Linked DNA regions of Gossypium hirsutum: region 1 is linked to region 2. Evidence: chromatin contacts called from public Hi-C data. All regions are on one chromosome and are shown on one strand. The core of a region is the stretch at or near the end of the contact, and the rest is flanking DNA. Distances in the headings are between cores, read along the strand shown.

The links. A called contact is a pair of places that touch in the nucleus more often than the background predicts.
Region 1: a contact with region 2 is called in a Hi-C map of fibers, with 2.6 times the contacts expected there. The contact joins the promoter of LOC107954637 here to the enhancer-like site in region 2. A contact is called at or near these places in 11 of 34 Hi-C or Micro-C datasets (anther, callus, fibers and 3 more).

Annotation. Positions count from the first base shown.
Region 1 is chrD07:27,334,945-27,338,247 of Gossypium_hirsutum_v2.1, forward strand. It overlaps LOC107954637 (U-box domain-containing protein 3), which reads left to right and starts at 1,349. Exons shown (of 5, transcript XM_016890252.2): 1 at 1,349-1,546; 2 at 2,639-2,922. The coding sequence starts at 2,647.
Region 2 is chrD07:27,210,484-27,213,958 of Gossypium_hirsutum_v2.1, forward strand. No RefSeq gene overlaps it. Among protein-coding and RNA genes, the nearest start is that of LOC107954609, 13 kb to the left of the region's middle. Within about 2 kb of position 1,593, at least 5 of the 9 cell types and tissues checked have an H3K27ac peak or open chromatin away from gene starts, as enhancers often do. A contact at or near this core is called in fibers, where this site is marked.

The sequences.
Region 1 (3,303 bases), core at 99-2,598, 120 kb after region 2:
GTAACATAGGAGACTTTTACTAATAAACTGTACTAATTGGCCCGACCAAAAATTCTAGAAAAAAATATGTAGATGGGCATATGAGTCTAGTTTCAGGGAAAAATTACGAAACTGATTTTCGAGTTGTGAAACTCAAGATATGATTTTTAAGGTGACAGTGACGCAGTTAGCCAACTGCCTGGAAATTTTTAAAATGGACTGCGATAGTAAGCGAAATTAGTCTGTGAACCCCCTCGTGTCCGACTCCGGCAACGGTCTCGGGTACGGGGTGTTACAGAAAAGAATATAAATTTTGAGTGTGTTTGGTTGGTAAGAAAAATGAGAGAAAACAAAATAGAAGAGATGATCAATTCTTGTCCTAATACATAAAAACTAATCATTCCAAATTTGAATGACAAGAGGATAGAAAATAAGAGATGTGTATGTTAGTTCAAATTTATGTATTCTTTAAATGTTTTATTTTATCTCCTTTCAATTTTCAACTCTATTAAAAAATGAGGAAAGAAAATTATTTTTCTTTTCATTTTTTCATCTTTCTTACCAAGCACATCTATGGAAAGAAAATTTATATTTTCCATCCTTTTAGTTGTTTACTGGTTCAATTTTTTATCCTTCCAATTTTTTTTCACTCTACTAAGCAAAGCCTTAATGTTTATAGTTTTTTTTTTCAATTTGGCCTTTATTCTATTTTTAACTAAATTTGGTCTTTTAACTAAAAAAAAAAGTCAAATTTGATATACCTTTGAAAAAGAGTTGAATTATTTCTTTAACAAAAATATTGACTAAATGATAATTTTTTAAACATGACAAACTTACGTAATAATGCACATGTACTTTTTGCTAGTTTTTTTTTTTTTGAATTTTTATGTTTATTTAATTTTAATTTTATTTAATTTTTTCAATTTTTTTAAAAAATTTTAAATTATTTATTAATATGACATATAAGATAAATAATGTCATGTCAGAATGAAGTATACATATATTTTTAGGTTGCTATGCCAACATCATTAAAAAAAATTAACTTTTTAGTTAGTATTTCTATTAAAATTAATATTATTTAAAATGTTAAGGATTAAATTTAACTAAAAAAATCAATTTAATAGATGTAAAAATTAAGAGTTAAGTTTATTATTTTACCAAATCATAAAAAAAAAACATAAGTCCTTCCCCCTTGACTTAGCTCTTGTCTTTGTTTTATCTAATCATTTGATTAAATACTAAATCTTAATTAATCAAGTCTCCCCTACTCTTAATTAATTTTCTACTCAATAAGTCATAACCCAACAAATCATCAACTAAACAGGGCCCACCCAGTTTACTTTTTTTATTTTTTTCTTTTTCAATTTTTTTCATCAGTTTTCTGCAGCACTCTTCTTTTTCTTATGCAGCCTTGTTATGAGGAAAAAATTCAGAGCTTGAATGTTAAAGATTTAAATTTTGATCATTTCCATTGAAGGGATTTTCTTTTTCATTTTTCATTAGTCAAATGTACATCAGGATCTGTGCTTTCTTTGTTTTACAAGCGTAAACCAACTTCAAGAAAGAGGTATGCTTTCAATGTTAAAAAGATGCTTGCTCTGTGTGTTTAAATGTGGATTTCTCAATACATTTTATATATTTTTAAAAAGTACTTTGCTGGGTGTTTTCTTTATATAAACTGGTTTTGTTGTTTTGAATTGGATTTAAGCATTGGGAAATGGTCCTGCTTTCAGGTGAATTTTGTGCTTTTGTTTTGTTAGTTCATAAGTATGGACTTGGGTAGTATTTGAATCATGTTTCTAATTGAAGTTAAGAACAAAAAATTCTTTATTTTTTACCTTGATTCAGTGAGCTTACATAACACCCTTTTCTTGATCTCATAGTAGCTCTTTTATACTCAGCTTTTGATATTGTTGGGCTCAAAACTCTTATCAAGCTTTCTTCAGCTACTAAATGAATAATTTGAGGTTTTAAGATTTCATTTTTTTTTTGTTTCTTTCCCTCTCTTAAGAAACAATGGAGCTGTGTATTATACTTTACACTTTTATCAAGCTTTTTTTTTATTCACAACCGTTTTCGTATAAAACTTTACTAGCTTTATTATTTTGTCATTCAAGATCACAGTGGTTATACGTGTGTCGTTTTTCATTGAGACCAGTAGATAAAATCCTTTTTTCAGTCCCCAAGCTATTATATTTTCTGATGAAGGGAAGATCTGATCTGATCTTTTATTTTATTTATATTATTTTATCTTTTGTTGGAAAGTCAGTCTAATATTTCCTTAGACTCTATGAGAAAAAAGTCATCATGGAAAATGCAATGAATGATATTTTTTCTAGAATAATTGATGTGTGTTCTTCCCATTGGCAATAGTCAGAAGCCTTTTGTTTTATACTTAAAATTAGAAAATATTATATATATTTAAATTGGAAATTTAGTCAAAGTGGATTTCCTTACATGGTAGGGAAAAAAGGCCAAGTTCCATGGTGGTGGCAAACTAATAATTTTCACAGCAGTGAATGTTTTTGTCTGTGTACGATCTTTCTGCTCGAGTAGAGAGTATGGGAAAAAGACAACACAATCAAATATGCAAACTTGTGTTTTTTAAAGGGCACTCTTGTACTAATTTTTAAAATTTTCTGATATGCTCCATGAAAAGCAGGTCAGATGGACACAACCTCAGTGAGTTGTCTTGTAAACAGTATATCTCGATTCATTCATCTGGTATCATGTCAGACAATAAAAGTTGCTCCTGTCGAAAAAGATTATAGGAACATGGTTATTGTGTTAAAACTTTTGAAACCACTGCTTGATGATGTTATTGAGTGCGAGATACCTTCAGATGATATCCTATACAAAGAGTGCGAAGAGCTAGATATGCTTGTTAATGAGGCTCGAGAATTCATGGAGCACTGGTGTCCTAAGATGAGCAAAATTCACAGGGTAAGTTTCATTTTAGTCTTTACTGAATACATTTTAGATATGCTTGATGAGCTAAGGATTGATGCTCAGTCACTTTAATGAAGATCATAATCAGTATTAAGTATCTAAATGTTCTCCTTCAGACTGAGATTCTCTGAAGATTCAGTTTGTAGAATATTATAGTTCATAGAAGAGAATTTGAATGACATGATTGCAACTATGACCCGGTTTCTTGTAGAATGCAAGAAAATCTATATCATGCAAATGCAACACAGTCTAATTTAGAAGTAATAAAGATGGTGTGAACTTGTTATTAAAATGAAATAATTTTGGAGAACACTAAAAGAGTCGTAAAATGGCCAAGCTAATCCAGTTTATCACATTGCTAGAAAGTGTATTTCT
Region 2 (3,475 bases), core at 343-2,842:
TTTCTTATTACAGTCCCACTATTGGATCTGTTGGTATTTTTACAAAAACTTGCATCAAAATTGACCTTCAGGATAGGACCTTTAGGGGGTTTCCATCAATTCAAATGTTTTTCCATCGGAGGATCCATCCTGCTCTGATGCATCGAGAGTTCCAAATAGTACCCCTTGAGAAAAGTAACCAATTCATCCACAATCTGTCTTTTTCCTTCATGTAAGAGTTTATTTCGAGAGAACCATAATGCTCATGTTGTAATTACAAATAATGTTCTTTTGTCTCCCGTATAAGTCTGGAAGATACTGCCAAAAAGACTATTTACATCAGAGACCTGAGTCGCATCCTAGGCGAAATCCAACTTCCCAAACACGTTATACACAAATGGACAGGCACAGATAGCATGGAAGACATCCTCCACCCCCACACCACAACGAGAACAAACTAGATTAGAAGCGACCCTTTTAATACAAAGATTATGCCTAGAGGGAATGTTATTTTTGAGAAATATCCAATTAGCAATTTTAATCTTTGAAGGCACTTGTAATTGCCAAATATTATCGTAAAGGGTTTTATCAGTAGGCTGTATTTCTGTACAATTATTACTCTGAAAAAGCCTATACCCAGACTTGACAGTATAAAAACCCGTATTATCCCAGCTCCAAACCAGCCTATCATCACTCAGCTCACTTGCTAAAGGAATACAGAGAATATCCTCAGTAGTCAGTCATCAAAGAAGGGACGAATCAAATTATCATCGAATCAAATTATCATCCCATTGTCTTTGATTTGGTAAAATAAGATCAACAACCATTTGTAAACCACTAACTGGAGGTGCTTGGATTTTGCGAGGTTCTGCCCTTGATATCCAATAATCCTCCCAAATACTCACATTATTCCCAGAACCAGTTTACCATTTAAAACCTTTTTCCAAAAGACCCCGAGCACTCCATATGCTACACCAGACTAAGGAAGGTTGGTTTCGTAACCTTGCTTTTAAAAAATCAGAATTGCAAAAATATTTAGCACATAACACTCTCGCCACGAGAGAGTTAGGATTCATCAAAATGGGCCATCCATGCTTAACCAACATAGCAATATTAAACTTTGCAAGGTCTTTAAACCCCGTACCTCCATTGTTCTTCGAAATGCAAAGGTCCCTCCACGAGCACCAGTGTATCCCTCTTCGATCCTTATCCTTTTGCCACCAAAACTTACTAATAATTGATTCCATATTATGACATAAAGATTTGGGCAGTAAAAAACAAGACATGTCATAAACAGGAATAACCTGTAAAATAGATATAATAAAAACCTCTTTACCTCCTTGTGATAATAGTTTCGAACCCTAACAACACGCTTCTGTATTTTATCCTTAATATCCTGAAGGATCAATCTTTTATTTCTACCAACAAAAGGAGGAAACCTTAAATACTTTCAGCACAAAAGGTACTCTGAAGATACAACTCCCTCGCGACCATTTCCTTAGCATTTTCGAAAGTATTACTACTGAAAAATATGGCCAATTTCTCATAATTGATGCCCTGACCCGAACAACTAGCAAACTCATCAATTATTCTTCTGATAGTGCGCACCGATTCAACCGTGGTTTGTCCAAAAATCAAACTATCACCCGCAAAGAATAGGTGAGTCAATGGTGGACTGCCTCTACTTGCCTTGATTCCTCTCAAAGTCCCTTCATTACAGGCCCTTTTCAAAGAGGGAGGAAAAACCCTGACTACATATTAAAAAAACATAGGGGCTAAAAGGATCCTCTTGGCGAAGCCTTCTAGATGGCCTAAAACAATCATCTTGTTTACCGTTAATGACAATAGAGTAGCTAACACTTGTAATGCAATTCATAATTCGGGACACCCAATCATCCTAAAAACCCATCTTCTTGAACATTTTCCAAAAAACCCCACTCCACCCTTTAATAGGGTTTGCTCATATCAAGCTTCAGAGCAAAAGAGCCTACTTTCCCGGTCCTATTATTTTTCAAACTATGGAACATCTCATAAGCAATAATAATATTATTAGAAATTAATTGCCCCAGGACAAAAGCACTTTGAGCTTCGTCGATACATAAATGTAGAACTTTCTGGAAGTTTGCAATTGTCTTAGAGACGATTTTATATATCACATTACACAAACTAATGGGAAGGAAATGAGCCATAGAGTTGGGAATATTACACTTTGGAATCAATACAATATTTTTAAAATTAATAACATCCATGGGAATTTCATTTTTGAGTGAAGTGTGACAATAGTCTATTATTTCAGACCCAATAATATGCCAAAACTTTTGGAAAAAAAGAGTTGGCATACCATCCTTTCTTGAAGCTTTGGTTGGATGCATTCATTTCGAAGCCACATAGATCTCTTCATCGGTAAAAGGTGATCGTAGTCAGGCATTCATCTCCTTTGTAATACACCAGGACACACCCTCAAGCAAACTATCACAACTGCCGACACCTTGTGAAGAGAACAAGTCAGCAAAATACCCACACGTTCTAAATCCTCTTGATCATATAAATTCCTACCATCCGGATCCTTCAAAGATTTAATTTTATTAACACGACGCCCCTTGGATGCGAAATTTTGGAAAAAAAAGACGTATTGCGATCCCCTTCATTCAACCAGTTGACTTTGGCTTTCTGTTCCCAGTACCGCTCTGCCTTATTAGCCTCTCAGTTAATCTTAAGCTTAGTGTCAACAATTTCCATTAAACATCATCATTGGGGTGCAACTCATAAAGTTCCTTGAGTCTCCTTTTCAGGCTAGCTTCATTTGTTTTATTTGCATGTTTCAATTGTGTTGCCCAAGACCATAATCCATCAACCATAGCTACAAGTTTCTCTAGCACTGACCCTACTGGATGACTTCATATTCTTTCCATTTCTTGTTCACATGAATCCTCCATGATCCAATGGGCCTCGAATTTTCATTTCTAAGGGTGATACTCCGCGTGAAAATCCTTTGCGTTAACAAGGACTGGGTAATGATAAAAAATAGAATGTAAAAGATGCATCACACTGACATTAGGGAATTTTCGTATCCAGTTATCATTGGCAACCTCCTATCCAATATTTCTCTAATATTTGTTTCTTCCAAATGCCCCATTCATAGCCTAAATCATGCAAAAAACAATCATTGAGGACCGATAAAAAATTATCCATTTACAGAATATTTCTCAAGCAAAAAACAATAATTATAGAATTTTCATATCTAATTATCATTGGCGTAAAGAATTTTATTGAAGTCGCAAGCCATAAGCCAAGGAATATCGAGGTTGTGGTTCAAATGTCGTAAGAGGTTTCATGAATTGTATCGACGTTGTTCTTCCTGATCACCATAAAACCAAGTAAATCTCTACGGCTTTGTGTTCGATGTTGGGAAATGTCCCCATATTGTAGTAAACATGCAACTGTTTTCTATTTATTTGAAAAATGAATAAATAAATAAAGTTAATTTCATATTTCA